Linked DNA regions of Mus musculus: all the other regions are linked to region 2. A link is a contact called in public promoter capture Hi-C data. All regions are on one chromosome and are shown on one strand. The core of a region is the stretch at or near the end of the contact, and the rest is flanking DNA. Distances in the headings are between cores, read along the strand shown. Region 1 holds the start of Fkbp1b (FK506 binding protein 1b). Region 2 holds the start of Dtnb (dystrobrevin, beta). Region 3 holds the start of Itsn2 (intersectin 2). Region 4 holds the start of Mfsd2b (major facilitator superfamily domain containing 2B).

What was found. Promoter capture Hi-C pulls out the DNA fragments that hold promoters and counts their contacts.
Region 1: a contact with region 2 is called in a promoter capture Hi-C map of liver, with 4 times the contacts expected there. The contact joins the promoter of Fkbp1b here to the promoter of Dtnb in region 2. A contact is called at or near these places in 3 of 39 promoter capture datasets (liver and pre-B cells), 1 of 484 Hi-C or Micro-C datasets (regulatory T cells), 1 of 115 datasets of contacts at active chromatin or transcription factors (embryonic stem cells) and 3 of 9 other capture datasets (adipose tissue, liver and pancreatic islet).
Region 3: a promoter capture Hi-C map of liver shows a contact between it and region 2, with 3 times the contacts expected there. The contact joins the promoter of Itsn2 here to the promoter of Dtnb in region 2.
Region 4: a contact with region 2 is called in a promoter capture Hi-C map of the HPC-7 cell line. The contact joins the promoter of Mfsd2b here to the promoter of Dtnb in region 2. A contact is called at or near these places in 6 of 39 promoter capture datasets (the C10 cell line, the HPC-7 cell line, cranial neural crest and 2 more) and 1 of 484 Hi-C or Micro-C datasets (bone marrow-derived macrophages).

What each region holds. Positions count from the first base shown.
Region 1 is chr12:4,840,302-4,843,001 of GRCm38.p6, reverse strand. It overlaps Fkbp1b (FK506 binding protein 1b), which reads left to right and starts at 1,429. Exons shown (of 4, transcript NM_016863.4): 1 at 1,429-1,603. The coding sequence starts at 1,567. It also overlaps a transcript of Wdcp not described here.
Region 2 is chr12:3,570,943-3,573,907 of GRCm38.p6, reverse strand. Dtnb (dystrobrevin, beta) reads right to left here and starts at 1,517. Exons shown (of 18, transcript NM_001162465.2): 1 at 1,261-1,517.
Region 3 is chr12:4,591,657-4,594,356 of GRCm38.p6, reverse strand. Itsn2 (intersectin 2) reads right to left here and starts at 1,349. Exons shown (of 40, transcript NM_001198968.2): 1 at 1,125-1,349. It overlaps Gm3625 (predicted gene 3625), which reads left to right and starts at 626. Exons shown (of 1, transcript NR_169069.1): 1 at 626-2,700.
Region 4 is chr12:4,872,908-4,875,798 of GRCm38.p6, reverse strand. It overlaps Mfsd2b (major facilitator superfamily domain containing 2B), which reads left to right and starts at 1,440. Exons shown (of 14, transcript NM_001033488.2): 1 at 1,440-1,528. The coding sequence starts at 1,463.

The DNA of each region.
Region 1 (2,700 bases), core at 180-2,679, 1.3 Mb before region 2:
AAATTGGTTGGCAAGAGGGAATCGGAATTCTACAGTCAACATGTGTAAAAAGTTAGTGTTTAGTTTAGAGGGGAGTCAAGAACTCCACATTTAAAAATCCCATAAAATATCACTCCCAAAATGTAAATACATCCGTTTACCTGAAGCCAGCCTCGTAGGCCTGCCCAAGTAGCAGATCTGTTCTACCCCGATCTCAAAGTACCTGCCCAAGGCCATAACCAGTAGGGGGGTGAGGGTCAGGGTTGGAGGGTGGGGTGTCTTAAGCTTTTTTGTTTGTTTGTTTGCCTTAAGCCCTGACGACTCTAGGGCACACACACGGGTTTTTTTCTGATCCTAACGTGCACAGTACCGTAAACCAGCTTTTCTGAGCACCAACTTTAGTCCTTGTATCCTGGCAAGCTAGTATCTGCGAGCTAGCCACTTGGAAGAGTGGAGATGGAGAAACTGAGGAAAATGCGTCAAGTTCCAGTTCTGGGCCTTTGAATAAATAGGTCCTTCTCCCATACTCACCTCCCATTGGCTCTTGTCAGAAACAAATTCAGATCTGTGCAACGGGTGTAGAAAAGATGGGGGTGGGGGGCATTTCTTAAAGTCTCCTTCAGCCTTCAAGCAAATGTTTTCTCCTCCCAATGTATCTTCCTAGGGGCCATGGACGTAACCTCTGTTAGCTTAGCGTGAGTGAACAGGCCCTGGCTTCCCTGGATTCAAGTCCCAGGACCAAGGAAGCGGAATTCGGATTGGGGAAGGACAAAAGTATCTTTTTAGATCCTGGTTTGGTTTGGGTAGAGGTAAAAGAATTCATTCATTCCTTCTATAGCATTCACCATTCAGGCTGTCGCTGTATCTTCAGCACAGAGCTGATCCTCCTTTAATTCAGTTGGAATCCCCAGGGAGCAGTCCTTTACCTTGAAAGGTGAGACCTCCAATACATATACCTGCTGTAAAACTTTGAGGAATGATGAATGTGGTCTTAAGGTGGTTGAGGAAAATTCGTCAATAATTGGTTTCTTCCCTTCGCCGGCTCTGCTCCAATAGATTCGGGAAGCCTAACCCGGGTAGGTATCAGTCTCGGGTGCTTCCGTTTTACTCTGAACCCCACGGCACTGAGCACACGTATTTAAAGAGTTAGTTTAATTACCGACTTTCTCCTAGTCTGTAGGATTGAGTGGACTCCCTGGGGCTTTGCACCCTGTAGGTGCTAAATAAATATACACTGAGTGGATAGATGTGTGGATGTGCTAGTGCCGGCACGCCTCGCTCACCCTGCCTCCCCTTTCAGCCAGTGGGTTAATGGTGGTTAGTCTGGCCAGGATCCGGAGCAGCCACGTCAGGGTCGCTTCCCTCGGGCTCCGCCCCGGCCGACCCCACCTTGTCGCACAGCTCCACCCCGCCGCCCCCTTCCCGGCGGCCCCTCCCCGCGCAGGTCCTGACTCCAGCCGCACCTCCTCCGGCTCTGCAGTGGCGGCAAGAAGGCGAGCGGGAGTGCCTGCGGGGTCCGCGCCAGAGCGGAGCCGGGGTCGGGGCAGCCGCGAGGACCCCCTTGGAGGCGGGGCCTGTGGGACCGTGATGGGCGTGGAGATCGAGACCATCTCCCCAGGAGACGGTACCGGGCGGCTGGGCCCGGGAGGAGGAGGGGTCCCGGGGCGGAGTCCGCGGGCTGGGATCTGATTCCGAGGTGGCTCCGGGGACCTGAAGCGGGGAGAGGGTCAAAGATGCGGGCGACAGGAGGAGACCTCCTTCCCCGATTCTTGTGGGTTTCAGAGGACAACGCACCATCCCATTCTGCGCCCGCTCACCTTGGGGAGTGAAGGCGGCCACCTTAGGGCAAGGGGGTTATGTCCAGCCACTGTCCTAGGCTGCGGCTGCTATCTCCTGAGCTGCAACCTCTCGATTAACCGCTGCTACTGACTTCCCAGGTTTGAATTTCTGTTCCGTTTTTCCTGTTCGGTTCCAGGGATGATCTCGCTTTGGGGGTTCCTGCTGTACAGAGAAACCCCTCCTATTGCACCACACCTCCCCGCCCCTCTTGTCTGGAGGCCCCCAGGGCTGGGCAGTGGTTAGTTGTGGAGAGAGCCAATTTGGGAGCCTGCCACTCCTTTGGCTGCTTCTGCTTCCTATTTCACCCTCCCGGTCCTACTCACCCTTCCTGGTCATCTGCCCTCTACCATGCCCTCCTCAGTCAAAACCCAGCCTTCGGACCTGCTGCTTGATCCTCCTGGGGGGTCCATGGTGCCGGGTCAGCCAGGTCAAAACAACTCGCGTTCCATAATTTGGTTCATCGCCCCACCCCACCCCCTCCTCCCAGTCTATCTATCTCTGGGTTCCCTGTCTCACCAAGTTTCCTCAACTATTTAGAAAACTGGGTGTATTCAACATATTCAAGGAGTAGCTATTTCTTAAGCAAAATTTAATCCAGACCAAAAGCCACCCCCAAGGTCCAGAGTGTTTAACAAGCAAACTTGCTGTTGGATATTATTGGCATGCTCCTTCGCAGGGAGTTAAAGGGCTTCTTGGTTACAAACCGAGGGCTTCCTGGAAGTACCCGATACTGCCCAGATCACTCCTTGCAGATACACGTTTCTTCCCAGGCCTTGTCACCCACACAGCCTCTGAGCTGTCTCCCCATCTTCGTTCTCCCCGCCTTCCATTTGACTTCCGTTCTCAGTCCCCTCATTTTTCTCACAGGTCCCCTAAAATGCA
Region 2 (2,965 bases), core at 268-2,767:
CTCCCTTCAGAACCAAGATCCGAGAGGCAGGACAGAAATTATAAAGTGTTCTCTAAGCAAAAGCACCCTCCCATCCTCCTCAAACGACCAGAAAAAAGCCAAAGAGAGAAAAGACCAGAGCACCACCCAGAGATTAAGCTCCTGGTGCACAACATGCAAGAACCACGTGGATGAAGAAGAGTGGCCACAGGCCACCGGAGTCTGCCACCTAAGCCACTGTTTTAACCTACCAGTGCCTGGGTTACCTGAAGAGGCAAAAAGAGAATCCGAGGACCAAAGGAAGTCCAGCGATCATCCCTAACTCTACAGAGACTGACACTCAAGCCCCTGCTTCCTCCATCCATTCTGCAGTGGGCATCCACTGTAGGGCTGCTGGGATCCAGGCCACATCCGGAGGACTGAACAGAAAACAGGCACGGAGCTTAATTCTAGCTGGGAAGGCAAGATTCTTCTTCCAGATTTCTTCTCCCCCTCCCCACCCCTCTTTTAAATGTCAGTAAGATCCTTCAAATCTCTTCTCAATAGTTCCCACCAGCTTTCCTCAACTATCTTACTTTCTCCACAAACCAAGCAACTTACGGCTCCAGTTTCCCAGGGCTGGGAAAATCCTAAAGGGACCTGAAGTGAACAGAACAGGAAACATGAAATAGAGCACTTTACATTTTGTGTGCATACTTTCACAGCCGAACTGTCAGCACTTCAACAGCAAAAGATGGCTGAGAGTGATAAAGTCGTGACCCAGGCGCTGACCGCGGTTCTCTCCTGCTCCGTAGCTAATCAATAAACGCTTGCAGAGAATGCTGGAAGGTCTCCCTGATTCCCTAAGGCCTGGCACAGAAATTTAACAGCAAGCATTCGTCAGCTGCATCCTCCCTCTTCTCCGGACACTGTGCCCAACAGGGGTGACCTGGGTGGACAGGTTCGTCTACCGGGAGCCTCGGGGGACACTGAGAGGTGATCTGGAATGAATTCCCTTCCCTCTGCCAGGGCCTGCCTACCTCACCTGCCCTCTGCCAGGACCTGCCGCCTTCGCCCCCTTCAGCACCTAACGCGGAGCCTCCTCCCCGCCAGCCGGGCTCAGGATGCATCAGCAGCGCGCGCAGCCCGGCTCTGCGCTCCGCGGGCCCCCGCGCGCGCGGGTGACCGGAGAGCCCTCCCCGGCCCGGCGTGCTGTCTCCCAAGGGTCGCCGCTCCAGGGCCGCGCACTCCGCCACCCCGCAGCCCTCCTTCTCGCTCCTCCAGCCCCGGCGGACTCCCCACCTGGCTCGCTTCCCGGCCGGAGCTGAGGGGCCGTCGCGTGGCTCTCCGGCGGCCGCAGCCTCCTCCAACCCGGCCCCCTCGGCTGAGGCGGCTGAAGCAGCAAGCAGCGACTGAGGCGGCGGCGCCCACTCAGGCCCCGGAGCCGCCCCCGCGGCGAACGGAACGGCGCCGGCTCGCGCCGCTTCCCCGCCCGGCACGCGCAGCGAGCCCGCCCCCGGCGCGAGGGCGCGAGGGCGCGAGGGCGAGGGCGGGTGCGCGCGGAGGGCGGGCGCGCGGAGGGGCGGGGCTTCCGCCGCGAGAGGGGGCGGGGAGGCGGCCGAGTGCCCTCCCGCGGGTTCGCGCGCCCCCTCCGGGCCTCTGCTGTGCGCCGGCCGCGGAGGTGGAGGTGGACTTGCCCTTCCACTCCACAGGTAGCTGCCGGGCGGCTGCGTGCTGCGCCGACGTGACTGCACCTTAAGGAATGCGAAGAAACACCCGGTGAATCATTGCCTCGAGCGCGGGTCCTCCCCCGAGTGACTTTCCACATTGCCTCAGCAGGCTCGCTGAGCCCTGACTCCGCGCCTGGTGCCCGATGGACACGATCCGGGTCACGGCCCCTGGTCCCCAAGAATGCATAACTTAGGGAGAAGAGCAGCCTTGCGAAGGACCGAGTCTGGTCCCCTGCGCAAAGCCAAGCCACAGCCGGATGCGGTGAGAGGATGAAGGAGAGACATTACTTTCCGCTTAGTTGTTCAGTAGTTCCTAAAAGTGGGACTATTTAGACATTAAACAGCTTGAGCAACGGAGCAGGGGCGACAAAGCTTCATTTATTTATCTAGCATCTATTTATTTATTTATTCATTACCAACTCTTTTTTTTTTTTTTTTGGTTTTGGTTTTTCGAGACAGGGTTTCTCTGTGTAGCCCTGACTGTCCTGGAACTCACTTTGTAGACCAGGCTGGCCTCGAACTCAGAAATCCGCCTGACTCTGCCTCCCTAGTGCTGGGATTAAAGGCGTGCGCCACTACCCCCCCCCCCCCCCCCCGCTTCATATCATTTTTTTAAAGGACTTTATTTTATGTGTATGAGTGTTTGGGCTGCAATGTGTGTGCACCCTGTGAGTGCCACCCCGAGGCCAGAAGAGTGTGAAATGACACCTGGATGCTGGGGAATCAAACCCAGGTCCTCTGATAACATAGCAAGTGCTCTTAACTACTTAGCTATCTCTCCAGCCCCTCATATTGCCATTTTTTATAGAAGCTTTTCCAAACTCTCTAGGGACATCAAAGTCTTCTTTTAATGGCTCAAAAGATAAATGTTTTCCCTCAACTTTAAGACAGCGGCATGATCCATTAGACTTTTGGTGCGTGTGGATGTGCACATGTTAAGGAAAGCAGCAGTAGGCCTGTGTGCTTTAGGGATGCTTTTTGAAGCCTTCTGGCACCTTATGGAAAGGCAGATCATGCCACCTGCTTCAATCAGACTGGCAGCCTGCCTCTAGGACACCCTTTTCCTCCTCTTCTCACAATCTATTTTTAAATTCCCATGGTGAAGGCAGTGCTGTGCTGATAACTTAGAGTAAGTGAGGTTTTTTGTGTGAGAGGGGATACATTACTTTTCACACATGAATTGTGTGACTGTTTTGCATGTTTGGAAGAGTCTCACTGGTTGCTAGGTGGTGGCTGCTGTAACCATGTAAGGATCCTCAGACTATGTCAAGAGACCT
Region 3 (2,700 bases), core at 100-2,599, 1.0 Mb before region 2:
CCTCCCATCAACTTGTATAAATGTTGTAGGCCATGTTTCTAGATTGCTTTTAGGTTTTAGCACTGGATGACAATACAGCAAACCGTGAAAGGGAAGTTAGCAATTTCTCAAAGGCTTAAGCACCTAGTTTGGCCTCCAGTCTGTACTACCTAAACTAAGCTAACAACACAAAATTCCAAGTGACACCTTGCGTCCCCTGAGGAAGTAGGAAACGCCGTGAAACAGACAAGAAGCACGGAGTACGGCAGTAATTTCTGTGTCAACTTGAATTCCTATTGTAAAGTAGCTGGGTCTATCCAAAATGTTCCTGTTCGTTATGAATGCAAGTTTCAAATGAGTGTATTTGCCACGGACAATCACTGAATAACACAGAGCATGACCAATACCTGCAAACAGTGTCTTTCAGCAGAATGAAACTTGCAGCCTCGGTTTACCTACTCACTATGCACTTGTAGGTGCCTCTTCTCCCTTAAATAAGCAGTGAACTTTGGCTACAGAGACTCCTCGCTGTGCTTCCTATATATACCCTAGAAATGCATAATGCAGAAGTCAGCGCTTAACAGTTCTCAACTTTAGCTGTTATAACGCGAGCAGTGGACGCCAAGCATCCGCCCACTGTCCTCTCGTGACTCCGGCTACTTTGACGCACCGGGATGCGGCTCACCTGACACTCTGCAGCAACCCTGACCAAGGAGGAAAAAGAAAAGAAAGGAAGAAAGAAAGAAAAGAAAAGTCAACTAAGCCAAAATAAAATAGGTCCCCAAGGCAACGCGCACCCAGCCCAGATGCCCCTAAGGAAAGCCCGGAACCCGGTCGCCACCAGCGATAGGCGGAGGCCGTCACCTGCCAAGCGAGGCCGCGGCAAGGGGCCCGGGCTTCCCGGCCTCTGAGAGGAGCGGCCCGCCCGCCCCGCGGCGGAGGCAGGAACCCCGGGGCCGGAGGTTTCCGCCCGGCACGGCCGTCCTCGGCCGGGGCCTAGGGCGGGGGCCGCACGCGCTTCCGAGGACTGAACCCGGCGGTGCGCGGCGCGCAGCCCCCTCTGCCCGGCCCGTGGAACCCCGGGGGCGGCGGCGGCCGCACCTGCCCCGCGCCCCTCGGCCGCGCCGACGGGCGGCTTCACCCACCTGGCGCCTCGCGCACGTCCCGGCGCGACCCCGCGCGCTCCTCGACACCGGCGCGTGGGCGCGGCCAAGCTCCGGGAAGACCCTGCCGTGCCGCGGCCGCCGCCGCCGGGTCAGTCGTCAGGCCGGCCGCAGCGAACCTGTTGCGCAGCCTGTCACGGCTGCTGGGCTCTCAGCCGGCGCCGCCTCAGCCCCACAACAACATGGCGGCCGCGGCCTCCGCAGGAAGCCGGGGGGCGGGGAGGCGAGCGACGGGCGGGCAGTGACGGCCCGCCCGCCTAGCCGCGGGACACCTACTCCTCACCGTGGGGAGCGTGACACTGCGTGGCGCTCCTCCTCGCCCCCGGAACCGTGGAAGGCGTGGGCCGAAATGCTTCTCCTCCCGCCAGGTCCCGAAGCTCCGCGGCTGACAGCCCTTCCAGGAGCTGCCAAGACCCCCCACCTGGCTCCTCCTCTTCGAGGTGACTTGCCGGGGACTGGGTGGGACATTTCCTGCCACAGGACCCTAAGGTTTTGGAAAGGGCCAAGAGATGTCCAGGACATCCCCGTTGGACCACACATGGAGCTTGCTGTCTCTCAAGCTGGAACCTTCTTATTCACTGAAGGTCTCTTCGTTAACATGTGAGCAAGCCTTTCCTGAGAATGGGGAAGTTAGAGGTGCAAAGGAGTTGCCTCCACCTTTGCTGCAGATCCTTCTCAAGGACTCTCCTTAAAGGATTTTACCACACCCAAGAGTTAGCTGTCCATTCACCATCACACACACACACACACACACAGAGAGAGAGAGAGAGAGAGAGAAAGAGAGAGAGACAGAGACACAGAGACAGAGACAGAGACAGAGACTGAGAAAAAGCATCCCTCTGTTCACACACAAGAGCAAGCTCATGACAGACAGGAAGACCGTCCCGGACTTTTCTGCTTGCAGAAGCTAAACATCCTTACCCATCTAATAGGAGAAACTCATACTTAGAACTTATTTCTATTCTGTGGTTTCCTCACTCAAATCACCATTCTTTATCTGCTGTTTGACAGAGGCAACAGCACCCCCTGGACAAAAAAAAAGCTTTCTTAAGGTTGAGGATGAGGAAATGATGGTCCCTAATGGGCAAAATGGGAGTGTAAGGTTTCCATGGAAGGAAGTGTACTGAGATGCAAAACTCATAACGTAAACTGGTGCGTGCCTGTAACCCCTGCACACAGAGAACGAGTCGCATCAGTCTGACTGCTGAGAAGGATTGTGAATTTGAGGTCAGTCTAGGCTATATAAAAATTGTTTTTTAAAAATCCCATAAATAAATGGATGTTTTCAAACATTAGTATCCCTATGATTTCAATTGAAATGTGAGAGATATGTGTAGATCAGATGACCCCAGGCTTCACTGACCCCTGTTGGGGCTGATGCAGATAGAAAGTCTGACTTGAAAGAGATTGCGGAGATGCTCAGGGCCAACTGAACTGGACAACCAACTCTTAGGAGGAATTTAGCAAACATTGATGGTGATAAACAGGGTTTTCTTGCTCTCACGGTGTTTTCTTAACTCTTCAATTAGCCCTTGGCTTGCATTTTGGTGTTCGGGAC
Region 4 (2,891 bases), core at 191-2,690, 1.3 Mb before region 2:
AGTGTTATCAGCTAACCTTTAGGCTGATTGGTCCTGGGTTAGGTAAAGGGGTTAGTGGATGGGTGCAGGAGAATTGCAGAGCTTTGGGATAGCAGCACAAGAATTATAACTTTTGGTTTATTAGTAGCAGCAACAAAAACCACATACGTACATGCAGTGCTCACATATGTATGTATGAGCTCATAGGGAGGTGCAGGAAGGGCTGCCTCATGGTCAGCTCTGACTCTAGCTATTTCAGATATAACAGTTAATATTGAACTTTGATGGCCATGTAATGCTTTGTGGAATTTCTTTTTCTTTTCTCTCTTTCCTTTTTATTTTTTAATCTCTTAAGATCAGCAAACCTCATATAGAACATTCAAAATATACAGAACAAAACACAAAACAGGGTATGTGGTTAGCATGGCCTTGAGCCAAGTCACTTCTCTGTGTTGGTGATTGACAGGTATGAAACAAAATGGCTAAAGCTATTTTGGGGGTGGGGTGGGGTGAGCAGACCATACCAAGCACACCGAGGAGAGGAATCCAAAGATCCAGTGGCCTCCGAAGTCCATCTCCAAGAGAATGTAACGCCGCAGCACATCAAAGTTGACACATTGGAAATCTTTCTCTTAAGTTGGCTGGCCCTAGCCGGGCGTGGTGACGCACGCCTTTAATCCTAGCACTTAGGAGGCAGGGGCAGGGGGATTTCTGAGTTCGAGGCCAGCCTGGTCTACAAAGTGAGTTCCAGGACAGCCAAGGCTACACAGAGAAACCCTGTCTTGGAAAAAAAAAAAAAAAAAGTTGGCTGCCCAGCCCCTTTACTCCTAGGAGGAATTTTTTGGGTTTTGGGTTTTTTTCCCCCCTTGGGGGTAGGGGTCGACTAATTTCTGGGACCCATTGTTTCAGTAGTCTGATAATACAAGGAAGGATAGTCACACTATTTTCTTGTTAGGTGTTTATACAGTGTGGTCTTTTGCCTTTTGAAAGTATGTCCTGGGTGAGCTATCACACCCACCACACTTCATTCACCCTCCAGGACTTGGTGGCACAGCTGTAGTTGCAAGTCCCCTATAGGAAAAGCCTGGGAAATGTGTAGTTCGGGCTGAGTCCACTCAGCCACAGTTTTAATCTGGACAAGTGAAGTGCTTTATTTAAATAGGTTTATTTGCTGGCTTTCACCCAAGGCGGGGTTAGCTGAGGGTTTCTGTCTACAACATGTCTGCCAAGAAACAAACAAGATCGTCCCTGAGGACTTGACCGCTTTTTCCCAGGTGTATGGAGATTGGAGTTCCTCCTTGGAGAGGAGGACCCGAAGCTTCGAGGTCCTGGGTATCCCCACACTGCTGCCTCAGGTGGCACGCGGCTACTAGAGCTCCCGGAGGGCGGGCTGCCTGCACAATGGGACCACGCCCACTTGGCCAGATCCACCCTCCCGATAGTGACTGCGCTGCGGCAGCAGTCGGAGCTTAACAGCCACGGGATGTCGGTGCCCCATGGACCCACCCCCGCTCCTGTCGCAGAGCCTCACACCCAGGAGCCAGGCTCGGTGAGCGTCAGGGTGGGAAGAGGGAAGCCGGGCTACTCAGCGCTCCCAAGAGCAGGGAAGAACCTACCACAGCACTTTGTCCAGTTGTTGGGTAGTGTGTGGTTTGGCGCCACTGGGACACCCCAGAGAAAATAGGAAGGCATCCCAAGTCCTAGTGTGAAGTAACACAGCTTTATTCAAGTAGGCAGGCTGGAAGGACCAGATCTCCAGTGTCCTGACTGCAGATCCTCCTGGAGGCTTCTTAGCCCAGCGAAGGGAGCTGCCTCCTTTCCCCAAACTCCTGGTAGCTCCGGTTGACTTAGCCTCCCTCCGAAATTGTGGTGCTCGCCAGGTACCAAGTTCTCCTTAGAGGATTCTCCGGATGCCCAGGCAGGGGCTTGAGAGATTTGGGTAGAGGGGAGATGGGAACCCAAGGTCCTTAGACCCTCTGCGTTCTCTTCGTGGCAAAAAGTGGCCCTCAGTTGGGAGACCCCGTGCCTAGGTGTGCCTGTAGTCTCAGTACCTGACTGGGGAGGCTAAGGCAGGAAGATTTCTTGATGTTCTGGGAAATATAATTAGAGCTATCGCCTTAACAGTTAGGAAAAGTGGATGAGTAAGAGACATGGCCCGGTGGCTGCAGATCTCAGATGGTAAGATGGTACTGGGGGTGGGGTGGGACCTCACCTCTCCCAGAATTTAGAGAACTGAGGTGATATGTGATATTAATGGAAAAAGGAAAAGAAACCTAAGACTGCCATGAAGCAGCAGTGTTTGACTACGTTAATAATGCTATGAGGTGCATGTCTTCATTTTGCTTATCAAGCAACAAGTTCCGCAGGTCACACAGCCAGTTTGTTCGCTCCATGTAGTGTAGTGTAGATTCCATGGACTCTATGGGGCTGATGGGGTAAGGAGACCCAGCATCACTCAGTGTGTGAGTCTGTCTCATGTCAGTTTCAGCTGGAGTTTGTTGTAACGGCCTTTCTATTATCTCAAACCTCCACAGGCCCATTTAGGGTAAACAAGAGACTCATTAAAGGATGGGAATCCGCTCACACTGGATTCTGCCTGTAAAGTTTTTCTGGCAGTTGCAATGATGTCCACACAGATGTCAGAAGAAGAATACATCCAGCCTTGAGTGTGGTTTTTCTCCTAGGGTAGGAAATGTGTGAAGTTTGTGATATGCCTTATCTAGGAAGACCTTTCCCTTCCTCACAGCCTGCCTGTGGTGGTGTCTACAAGATACTGAAATGGACGAAGTCCACACTCCCTCCCACCCCACTCTGCCCCCAAAGGATGAAAAAAATAAAATGATTCCTAGCCTTAGTTGAAGATTACTTTACAGCATCCTCATAGCCATTCACTGCTTAGAAACATTGAGCAC